Regions from separate parts of the Xenopus laevis genome. Here region 2 is linked to region 1. A link is a contact called in public Hi-C data. All regions are on one chromosome and are shown on one strand. The core of a region is the stretch at or near the end of the contact, and the rest is flanking DNA. Distances in the headings are between cores, read along the strand shown. Region 1 holds the start of sftpb.L (surfactant, pulmonary-associated protein B L homeolog). Region 2 has its middle 23 kb from the start of pax8.L.

Region 1 (6,196 bases), core at 2,710-5,209:
CCAACTTGCAGTGCAGCAGTAAAGAGTGACTGAAGTTTATCAGAGCACAAGTCACATGACTGGGGGCACTTGGGAAACTGACAATATGTCTAGCCGCATGTCATGTTTGCTCGTTTGAAAAATGGATTTCAGTGCAGAATTCTGCTAGAGCAGCACTATTAACTGATGCGTTTTAAAAAAAACATGTTTTCCCTTGACAGTATCCCCTTAACTTCTTCAGTGTGAAAGTCTGTTCCAGCTCCTGGACTATAGTGACCAGATATATTGTTGGTGGCTGTTTCCCCAGCATGTAGGTAGGAGGCTGCTGGGATTGTTTAGAAATGAAGATAAAAGCAGACTGATGTGTGATATAGACTTATTGTGAGGTTTAGCTTAACCCCCCCCCCCCAATTAGTTAAGAAGAATTCCTGGAAGTCAGCTTGTCCGTGGGTGTGTGAGATCTGCCCTTTCAGAGGCCCACCTGATATACTGTACCTACCCCTTCTGCTACTAATCTGGGCCAAGTCCATGGAGAAGGAGAATGACCGGGAAGCTTCTACTTACCACTTGTTTTTCCAATACAGTGACCATCATAGACTCATACTGATCCACCAGCAAGTTGCACTGAGCAATGAGAGGCACCACAGGGAGATGGGAACACTGCTTGTGCAGGAATTTCTTTATGGTGTCCTGCAGAGACAGTGTTGGGTCAGAAGATGGAATTCTATACACAAACACACACACACACACATGTACACATGCATGCACACAGACACACACACACAATCAATTTATGAGTGTTGTGTGTCTTTCCCAGCCATTAGAATCACCAATTACCTGGATGGGTGATGCCTTCACCATGTCCAGCAAGATGTTCACAATCTGCTTACACTGCACGCACAGCACATCCTATGGGATTTGGGAGAGACAGCTTGGGATAAACAAAAGCAGCAGAACCAGTGAACAAACAATTCCAGTTATTACAAAGGGCAATGTTACACTTTTTGCGTAAGTGTTGCTTGCCCATAGCAATTCTTTTCCAGCATATGTTACCCGGTTACTCATGAGATCCTGCAGAATGAAATCTAGAAAAGGCGCAGGAGTCACAGTCCATGGGATACGGGTGCCAGGAGGAGCAGATAATCCCAGGATCACTCCAAATCCTATTGACTGTATTTGATCCAAATTGCTTCTCCCCAGCCCATACTGAATAAGCCCCTGGCATGTGAAATATGAGCGTGATTTCTAACTGCAGTCATTTATGACCCTCCTTAAATTTTAGGAGAAAAACTTTCTTCATAAACATGTATTTAACGGCTTAAAGGGGGTCAACCTTTAAGTTAACTTTTATTATGACATAGAGAGGGATAGTCTGAAACAATATGCAACTGGTCTTCTTTTTTTATTATTTGTGGTTTTTGAGTTATTTTGTTTTTTATTCAGCGGCTCTCTAATTTGAGAGACCGGTTGCTACGGTCCAAATTGCTCAAGCAACCATGCATTGATACGAATAAGAGACTGGAATATGTATAGGAGAGGCCTGAATAGAAAGGTGAGTAACAAAAACTAGTAATAACAATACATTTGTAGCCTTACAGAGCATTTGTTTTTAGATGGGGTCAGTGACCCCCATTTGAAAGCTGGGAAGAGTCAGAAGAAGAAGGCAAATAATTAAAAAATGATAAATAAATAATGAAGACTTAATTAAAAGTTGCTTGTAATTGGCTGCTCTATGAAATACTAAAAGTTTACTTAAAGGTGAACCACCCCTTTGACAGTTAGTGCCCCACTGGAAACCCAGCAGTTGCAGGTTCTGCTTCCTTTATAGAAACAGTCTTGCTTTAAAGGCCAGTAACCTGCATTGAGTGCTATCAGAGGATCATGAGGACAGTTGCCAGTGCACTTACTATTCCTAACCAGGCAGTTTGCTTGCAGTGATCCACGGCTCCACATTGAGCTGCTGTCATCAGGTCCTGACACCAGAACTCCGGGCCCAGGGCGCAGTCGTCCTTTACTGGGATCTTCCCAGACAGAACTGGAGAGGAAACAAAGACTCACATTACACAACTTGCCAGAATATCAATTTATATCCAGTAATAGATGCTTCCAGATTGATGAAAAGTAAGTTTAGATAACTTAGGGTCAGACTGGCCATGGTACCAGATGATTTCATGATGGGCCCCAGACATTTCACATCACCCCTTCTCTAGGTCTGTATGACTCCGATTACACCTACTGATTACATCTAATTGTTGAGCACTTAAAGTGATACTGACACTAAAAAATGAATTTTAGCATATGAATGTACATTAAATGTTACCTATAGGTCATGTTGATCATTTTTTGCTGAAAGGTTTGTTTTTGTACATAATTGTTAGTTGAAGTTCCTAAGCCTGACTCTCTGACACTCTGACTTTGCCAACCTGACTGTCCCATCTCAGCCTGTTAGTTACAGTTTCTAATGCTAACGGACTCCTGCTGCACAAATATGGCAGCCCCCCTCATACAGGAACATGGGGGATCAGACAGGTAATGTAAAAGCATCATGCAAATACTTTATGGCAAAGTTAGAAGTAGCTTGCAAAGCCAATATTATAATAGATGTAAAAAAAATTAATTTCAGGTGTCAGTATCTCTTTAACAGAGGTTAAAGGAACAGTAACACCAAACAAAGTGTTTTAAAGGAATGACAATACAATGTACTGTTGCCCTGCACTGGTACAACAGGTGGTGTTTTCTTTAGAAAAACTACTATAGTTTTAAATAAACAAGCTGTTGTGTAGCCATGGGGGCAGCACAGGTTACATAGCAGATACCAGATACCAGGTCCGGACTGAGAATTAAAATAGGCCCTGCCATTTCAGGTACACAGAGGCCCAATCAGCCCACATAGAGGCCCAAACAGCCCCACCAGCCCACTAAATATTGACTTTCTATGGCACCTTATAGCAGCCCCTCTGGCATTTGCCAGAACCCACAGATTGCCAGTCCGGGCCTGCCAGATACAATCTGTAGAATCCAACTGTATTCTATAACAGGGCTTATCTGTTATCTGCTAAGTAACCTGTGCCTTTTCTCCTTTATATCCTGAATGGCTGCCCCCATGGCTACACAGTAGCCTATTTACATAAACTAGAGCAGTCTTTCTAAAACAATAAACATAACTTTTACCAGTGCAAAGCAACAGTACATTATATTCTAATTACTTTTTTACCTTTACTTTACTGTTCCTTTAAGAACTAAAAGGTAGTGTTTGCCCCAGTAAGATTAAGTACCCTATTTAACAGCATCTAAAATGGGGACTCTGGTCAAAAATCAAATAGAAAGAAAGCACTACTACAAAGAGCAATTAAGATCTATGATGAACTAAGACTAAATCAGATTCTGTGCAAGGGTGCACAACCGATATTGCTTAATTGTGATTCTCAACCATTGGTTTTGGGTAGAATTTTGGGAATTGTAGTTCAATAACAGACTGAGGGCCAAAGGTTTCCAAACTCTGCTGTAGAGAAGCAGATCCAGCGTAGGCAAACTAGTAACAGACCTTTGCCATAGGACGTCTATCTAACCCATGGTCATGAAATTAAGTTTATACTTTTACCTGTCTGGGTATGCTGGGGGATATCAGTCTCAAACAAAAGCTGGAGGAGCACTGGGTGGACAATATACAAATCTGTACTGATGGATCCTTACCTGCAGCTGCACACAGGGTAAGTAGCCAGATCAGGCGTGTCCCTTCCATCTCTGTAGTGTAGTGAGTAGGATCTCTGAGGTGTTGGCTCTATATATTTGGGGTGGGGGTTAATGATGTAGAAAGGCTTTCCCAGAAGTGTCCCAATGCTTACACTGGGCTGAGTCAACGCTTATGAGTGTAATGCTTACACACCTGAAGTGCACACACTACAATGTGTCTGCTGCTGCATAGTCAATACCTGCCAAAGAGTCCAATCAGATAGCTCCCTCATTACCCTTAGACTTCCTCTATCCCCTGCTAATACCTGCTAATACCATGCACAGGACACTTTCCCTTACTGTGTCATTCTGCTGCCTCCCCCACCAGGTACATATCCAATTTCTTCTGAAATTATTATCTCAAGAGCCCACTTTAATATTAGGCAAGAGGCCACTCAGGTTTATGGAGTGTTCTGCAAATACTTCTCATCTGCACACTATGTATATTGCACAAATAGCCAGTCTAAACCCTCCACACTGGAAATAACAGCAACATATCAGCTCTTTATGTAGTCTGTGTCTGAGCTGCTAACAATCTGATTCAACCATACAATGCATTCCATTGTACCAAGCCCTTTGGGCAAAATTCATCTATTTTTGTCATGGTTCTTATCATGTTTCTGTAAAATGGCCTCTCTTGACTAGTTGTTGCCATAATTTCGAGTGCCCCTTTGTCATGGTCATGGTTTCCAGTATCCTCTCCTTAAGGTTATGATTCCCAAAATCCTGTCCTCAAGTTCACAATTCTAAGCATCATCTTCTCAAGATCTCGATTTCAGGTTTCCAGTACTCGAGGCCATAATTTACAAAATTCTATCCTCAAGACCATGATTCCATGTGTCCTATATGCAATACCATGGTTTTCCGTATCCTCAACTGAAGTAGACCATGATTCTCAGCATCCTGTATACAAGGTTATGGTTCCCTGCATTCTGTGATCAAGGCCATGGTTTCCACTTTCCAGTATCCTCAACTCAAGGAGGCCACGATTCTTAGCACTCTGTATATGAGTTTATAGTTCCTTGAGTCCTGTGATCAAGGCTATTGCTTCAGCATCCGCAACTCAAGGTCACGATTCATAACATTCAGTTCTCAAGGTCATGATCTCCAGTATCCTTTCATCAAAGCCGTGATTCCAGAGGTCCTGTGCTCAAGACCACAATTCCTAGCATCCCTATTTCAATGTCATGGTTCCCTGAAACCTGATCTCAAGCCCATGGAATCCAGTGCCTGTGTGTGACATACTCTGCCTGTGTGTGCCCTTCTCTGCCTGTGTGTGTGCCTTTCTCTGCCTGTGTGTGTGCCCTTCTCTACCTGTGTGTGTGCCTTTCTCTGCCTGTGTGTGTTCCCTTCTCTGCCTGTGTGTGTGCCCTTCTCTGCCTGTGTGTGTGCCTTTCTCTGCCTGTGTGTGTTCCTTTCTCTGCCTGTGTGTGTGCCCTTCTCTGCCTGTGTGTGTGCCCTTCTCTGCCTGTGTGTGCGCCTTTCTCTGCCTGTGTGTGTGCCCTTCTCTGTCTGTGTGTGTGCCCTTCTCTGCCTGTGTGTGTGCCCTTCTCTGCTTGTGTGTGTGCCTTTCTCTGCCTGTGTGTGTGCCCTTCTCTGTCTGTGTGTGTGCCTTTCTCTGCCTGTGTGTGTGCCTTTCTCTGCCTGTGTGTGTGCCCTTCTCTGTCTGTGTGTGTGCCCTTCTCTGCCTGTGTGTGTGCCTTTCTCTGCCTGTGTGTGTGCCTTTCTCTGCCTGTGTGTGTGCCCTTCTCTGTCTGTGTGTGTGCCCTTCTCTGCCTGTGTGTGTGCCTTTCTCTGCCTGTGTGTGCGCCCTTCTCTGCCTGTGTGTGTGCCTTTCTCTGCCTGTGTGTGACATACTCTGCCTGTGGAACATAAGCCTGGTACTGGGGATACTGTGTTATCCACAGGGAATGAGGAGGTATATGGATTTAAGGGTATGTCTTAATATGACAACTTTTTTCACATATGAATGATAAGTGATATCCCTGCAGTGAGCACCAACCATTTGGTTTTTTGGCGTGCTACCACATATTAATGCGGATATGGTCTTGTGGTAACATGGGTGTGGTTTAAAGTGGGTGTGGTTTAAAAACAGGGAGTGGTCAACACTGGCTTCTATTATAGGCCCTCCACCATGTAGGCCAGAAAAATGTTGGTTTTCGATAACACAGAAATTAGACAGCACTGCTTTAAGGGATATTTCCCCTATTGCTTAGGAAGTTCTGGTTCTCTCACCTATGTCTTGTGGGAGGGAGGTTTCCCCCATTGTCCCTTGGATCTTGTGACCTGTCCATAGGTTAGCACATGGGTCTTTCTATGTTTCTAGACTGCACTCTAGCAGGAGTTGGATCTGCCAGAGGATCTGAGGTGGAGTACAGGAGTCAAAGACCAAGCCCCAAAGTAACCAACACCTAGTAAAAGTACAGGAGTACATAGGTTGGAGAATGACTGGGAATGGGAAGATTTCTGCAACTACAGGGGCTGC
Region 2 (6,196 bases), core at 2,014-4,513, 55 kb after region 1:
ATCACCTTCCAGTAAAGTCATATATTGTTAGGCAGGTATATTTTCAACATCATCTAACACTATTAAAGGGGGACTCTGGCTTCCAAACCAAATTTTGATGAAGAGGCCCACATAACACTGAAACCCCTAATAGTTACCTGTTTCTTCAAAACGTATGAATAAATGCCACGTTCTATGCTAAAATCCAGCTGTTTAACAGTTCTTCTCTTTCTGCATCATTTGAAATCCTGGCAGGGAAGGAGGGACTAAACACTGATGTTAAAATTGTAACAACTTCTCCACAGGTTACAGACAGCATGCAGGAACTACATAACCCACAATGCATTGCACTATGATGTTCTGTTCCTTATTAAAATCACGTGTGCAGGGGGTATGGAGGATGCAGGCTAAGGACAGATGGCTGTTGATACAAAGTAACAGTAGTCAGCCAGCTCAGCAAAGTAGTCAGAAAGATCAGCAGAAGAGCAGGGGGCTAGGCTTAGGGAACTGATTCAAACCATTAAAAATCATGAAAAGTCTGCATATTTTTTAATTGGTGTATATTGCAAAGTTGCTTGAAATCATGCTTACTTTTCAAAAAGCTTAAGTTATGCGTGGAGTTCCCCTTTAAATTAACACCTGTTTGTGATGTTACTGTTTCTCTCTCTCTCTCTCTCTCTCTCTCTCTATTAAGCACTGCCAAGCCTTGGAGCAGCAGAGTAACTAGATGTAAACCCACAGCAAGATCATTCTTGAGCCCCATGAGTTTTTGAAATAAGACATTAATTGCATTATCAGCCAGTGCTACTACACATGGGCCCTTGCAGCTCCTGGGTCCCCAGCTATCACAAGGTCTGCCTTCTATATATAGTTACACCCCCTGTCATGGAGCATTATAAAATAAATACATTGTTTCAGGGATTGTTCGCAAGGGGTGCATAGAGGAACAACAGCACACAGTGGGTCGTGCAGAGCAGCAGGTAGGAAGTGGAGAGTAGCAGGCAGAGCAGAGCAAGGATGGCAGCAGTAAGATAAGACAGAGACAGGAACACTTTACATCTTTATGTATATTTGTTCCTCCAAACCTGCAACCCATCGCCTGTAGTTGCAGCACAACTCCCAGTACCCACGTAAAAAACTGCAATGGTGTAATGAAAAATGACTGCTCCTGACCTGAAGCTCTTATGGCCACACCAAGCTTTAGTTTGGTAGAAGTGCCTGCAGCTGGAAACATTACCTCTGCTCTGGTGCAGGCAGACAAGGGGGATATCGGCACAAAATCTCACATTTCATTACCAAAATCCACTGTGTCTGTACACCCTAGCAAAGGGAAATACTTCTGGGTGCAAGCTCTTGGACCAGCAGAGGAGCAGAGGAGCAGAGGAGCAGATTCTTGTGTTTCTCTGCATCTGCAGATGCAATTTTTGTATCAACAGGTCGTATATGATGCTTATTTGTGAACTTTTGTAAACTTTTAATCATATGAGTTAAGGCCCTACTGGCCCCTCTATACTGCGCTGCCACAAACAAAGCTGCCCAACTGTCTTTGAGAGAATAGCGGTAAGTTGATATTTATTAGAGGTACGAGCTAACTCCACACTGAGATCCTGATCGAGTCCTGGCGTTTCTGGAAAGGAAGAAGGCACAGTATGAAGGAAAAAACTCTGGGACAGATACACGTACAGGGGCAAAGCAATAAGTTCTGGGTTAGAAATCGAAACCTATGGAGTTAGAGTGCCAGTGCATGAAGGCTGGGGCAAGCAAACAATTCTGGGACAGAAATAGAAGAAACTGCAACTGTATTTTGGGACTGATACAGCCAGAAGTGTGAGGAGAAGGAAATTATGGGATGGAAGAATTGAGAAGGAGTGAGTGCATGCGATCCTGGGTAATGGCAGACAAGATGGAGAGAGGGAAAGTGAGAAAGACTGCAGGGAGCCATGGGAGAGCTGTCGGATGCTGCATTAAGGGGCAGGCTCCTCAGAGAGCTCTGATCATTCATGTGCCAAGAACTCATTAGGGATAAATCAAAGCAGTAACAGCAGGAAACAGCAACATTATACCCACCACTCAATACTGCCCCCCTTTCCAACCACTCGGTTCCCTCCCTGCCTAGAGAACAGGGAATATCACCCCCCACCCTTCCTGATCATGATGGGGGAGTTGGATGCACACAAGCCAGATTGCTGCTACCATGTGCTCCTTACAGGGGGGGAATAGACTATACCATGCCTTTGCACTTTTATTGCCTGTTGGTTATTTGGAAAGGGAGTATCAATACAGACAGCAGACTGTTGGGGGGGGGGGCAGGAATGGGGGTCCAGATTGATCAATGGTTTGGGATATCACATGCCACCTAGGTATATGCCACTGCTAACTAGCTGAAATGAATATAGTGGGGTAAAGATGCGGCTGCCTTCCATTTCTTAGTCTCCAGCATACGTATCTGTGCTTTATAGGGTTCAGATCACCCCCATAGGTCTAGGGGCATTAAATATAAGAAAATTACATCTACGTCAAAAACAAACATCAGTGTAATGTAAATCAGTATTCTGAGTGTCATGGGATGCTGGGAGTTGTAGTTTCACAACAGCCGAATTTACAATAATAAAAGTTTTCACATTGTAAAAGATCTTTTCTGGGCCAAGGGGTAGAAGGTATAAAGCTTTGTCGGGCCCTTTGTCCTGTCCTAAGTACTCCTTCCCCTAGCGCTGGAAGTAACAGTAGAGACTTGAATGGATTACGGATGGAAGGGGCAGGGGAGAGTGCAGTAAGGAGGTCGCTAATTGCAAATAAAAGTTTCTCATGCAGAAAATAAAAAAGCAAATCATACAGATGTGGCAATTTTCAGGATCATTGCTCCCCCAGTGCAATGGGGAGTCGCATGGGAACCAGGCAGTACCAACGCAGAATATGCAGCCCAAACCTTGCATGGCAGTTGCAGCGCAGGGACAGATCAATATAAATCAGGGATGTCCAGAACTACAACTCTCAGCATCCCCTTACAGTATTCATTTTCAGAGAGTTGCAATCTAACAAAGTCGGACGCCTACAGGTTGTATAGTTCTGTTGTATATACTGATAAATAACTCATTATATTATTACTATAATGTCTTTTGTATGGGCCCCTCTGATGCTGGGGCCCAAGGCAAGTTCCAGATCACCATTGTGCAGAGTGGTAAGAGCTAGAGATTTTATCAGATCTCCACAGTATTTCTGGATAGAACCCCCCGCCCTCTGCTCATAGTGCCAGAGGCTCTGTATCCCGCATGGATGCTCAAAAACAAAGACTTTTGCTGCTGTTTGTCTTTGTCTTGCTGAAAGGCACAGCGCTACAGTCTCAAGCTTCCAGGGGTCCCTCCAATTATCTGCACTCACATGTCATGCACAGGCTGAATATTGCATAGAAAATAGCAGCACTGTATTCATGGAATATTATATTTATTCCTATTAATTGTATATTATATGTATTCCTTATTTATATTTTCCTGGAATCTAAAAAGGTGATTCACTTTAAGTTAATGTTTAGTTATTTTTTATCGTTTTTTTAAATGATTTCTTCTGACCCTCTCCAGTTTTCAAATAGGGGTCACTGACCCCATCTAAAAAAAAACAAATGTTCTGTAAAACTACAAATGTATTGTTATTGCTCTTTTTTTTATTACTCATCTTTCTATCCTGACCCTCTCCTATTCATAGTCCTCCTTATTCAAATCAATGCATGGTTGCTTGGAAAACAAAAACGATAAATAAAGAATAAAAGCCATTTGCAAATTGTGTCCCTCTCTACATTGTTCTAAAAGTTCACTCAGTGGTGAACAAGCCCTTTGAGCCTATTATTTATTTATTTTGCTGAGTAACCCCTAATTCATGCTATATTTCCCAAATTCACACTTTCTTCCAATTTGAGTAGTTTGGTTCCCAGAGAAGCAAAGCTGAAGTCTTATGAATACCCATTCCCATAAGTGTCTTTTCCAGGGGAGCTTGCAATCAAATTTCTTTTATCGCCCCCACGCAGAGAAAGACCCCCATGCAAACGAGTGTAGAAAAATCTCCAGCAGAGCCAAACATATGCCACATTAGTGCTGACTGGTGCCATTTTGTAAAGCCTTGGTTGGAGCCTCTTGTCCCAAGACTTTAGGGAACCAGTAATACCCCTCATGGGAATGTTTGGTGGGCAGAGAGAGCTGAATTTTTAAAGTCGCCAAATGCAATGGCACAAATGGGCAATTCTGGCATAAAGGTCTGGAAAAAATGCCCTGCACATCCCCAGGATAAAAACACATTTTTGCACTTATATTGGAGGTTTGTCTTCGAAATGTAGACTGTCATATAGGCCAGCTGTCAGTATACAGACCCTCAGTGTTCTAGCCTGGGAGGGGTGACGTCTAATATCTTAATAGTGAAAAGCTGGGAAGTATGTAGATTGAGAAGGCTGGACAGAATGTAAATAACAGCAGTGGATATATAGAGAGCTAGGCTTGGAAAGGTTAAAGGATATCTAAACCCTAAAAATGAATGTGGCTAAAAATGTCATATTTTATATAGTGAGCTTATTGTACCAGCCTAAAGTGTCAGCTTGTCAATAGCAGCAATGATCCAGGACTTCAAACTTGTCACAGGGGGTCACCATCTTGGAAAGTGTCTGTGACACTCACATGCTCAGTGGGCTCTGAGCAGCTGTTGAGAAGCTAAACTTAGGGGTCGTCACTAATTATCCAGCAGAAAATGAGGTTGGTCTGTAATATAAGCTGATGCTACAGGGCTGATTATTAAATTCTGATGTTAATTGCACTGGTTTCTGTGCTGCCATGTAGTAATTATCTGTATTAATTACTAATCAGCCTTATATTGTGACATTTCTATTCTATGTGTACTGTATATTGTGAGTGGGTCCCTAAGCTCAGTAAGTGACAGCAGCACAGAGCATGTGCAGAAAAAAAGATAGGGGGCTACTGGGGCATCTTTGGGGCACAGACCTTCAATGACTGTGGATGCCTTAGCCTGGTACAAAACATAATGTACAACAATTCTAGCCTACTTCTTTAGTTAAGCTTTAGTTCTCCTTTAAGTGCTTTCAGTGCTTCGGTTCCCTTGCCAATAGGCTCTGCCTTTTTAATTGCTTAAGAGTCAATAACAAACTCTTTGGGATACTAGAACCACTTCCATTCATGGTGAGTACAGATTCCCTATTACTACTGTCACTTCTCTTTAGCCACAGGTACCTGAAAAAAAAACTGCCACTGCATTGGCGTGATCATCCCAAAGCCTATTTTTCTATTTCTCACCTGAGCCCAATTTTATATGCAGAGCGGGGCTTACAGAATCAAGGGGACACTACTATAAAGTCTTGCTGTCTTTATGTCCCACGTCAGTTACCTGTTCCAATGTGGATTGGTCAATTTGCCCTTTTACTCCTCCTAGGTCGCTTTCTTAGACTACTGCATTTATTTCTTCCTGTAAAACGCTTTTCCATGTACATCAACTCATGGTTTGTGGCAGAAGAAGTAAATTGTCTCCATGGATTAGCCCCAGCTCAAAAATGTCACCACTCTTGTGTTTTTTACATATATAACGCTTTTATTTAAGATTGTTTCCAGTGCAAAAAGCAGGAGCGGAGAAGCCCTGCAGGTTGTACAATCTAAAAGGAGTACCTGAGAGGCAGGGCGAGGGCAGCAATTGAGAAAGCAAAAGGGACACTACAGTGGAGCTCTAGATGGGTGACTCCCAGACTTTAGGGATACCCCACGGCCAATAGCGGAGGGGACCCCCCAGTCTGAAGGCCAGCCAGAGTGAGATTTGCCGTGAATTCTCACCCACCATTTTATAAGTTATAAGTTAAAGACTAGACTTGAACACAGAAAGCCTAGAAAAGCTTGTCTAGACAATGTGACCGCACACAATCACACTAAAAGATATGTACATAAGTGTAAAGCAGTACCATGTGCCTATCTGAAACAAATAATATTCTTCCTCTTACATTACTGTGAGAGGGCTCCTTACCGTTCTCAGACAGGCCTCAATGAAATGCATTTATTTGATCTGAAAGGATCCACTTCTCCCTGAGATATAGTTGAAGTCTTGTAATATAAAAGCAGCACCTAGAGACCATAGGAAGACATACTAGGCCAATTATGTTGATCTAGCGTGGCGATCTTTATCCGTGGGGCTGGCACAGCCCGAGCAAGTTAAAGAGCAAAGGCAGTGGGAGTTATGT

The links. A called contact is a pair of places that touch in the nucleus more often than the background predicts.
Region 2: a Hi-C map of the XL177 cell line shows a contact between it and region 1, with 2.1 times the contacts expected there. The contact joins the enhancer-like site here to the promoter of sftpb.L in region 1. A contact is called at or near these places in 2 of 4 Hi-C or Micro-C datasets (the XL177 cell line and the XTC cell line).

Annotation. Positions count from the first base shown.
Region 1 is chr3L:133,518,216-133,524,411 of Xenopus_laevis_v10.1, forward strand. It overlaps sftpb.L (surfactant, pulmonary-associated protein B L homeolog), which reads right to left and starts at 3,960. Exons shown (of 11, transcript NM_001096917.1): 1 at 3,673-3,960; 2 at 1,887-2,014; 3 at 817-888; 4 at 544-669. The coding sequence starts at 3,721.
Region 2 is chr3L:133,574,323-133,580,518 of Xenopus_laevis_v10.1, forward strand. No RefSeq gene overlaps it. Among protein-coding and RNA genes, the nearest start is that of pax8.L, 23 kb to the left of the region's middle. Within about 2 kb of position 3,264, at least 1 of the 7 cell types and tissues checked has an H3K27ac peak or open chromatin away from gene starts, as enhancers often do.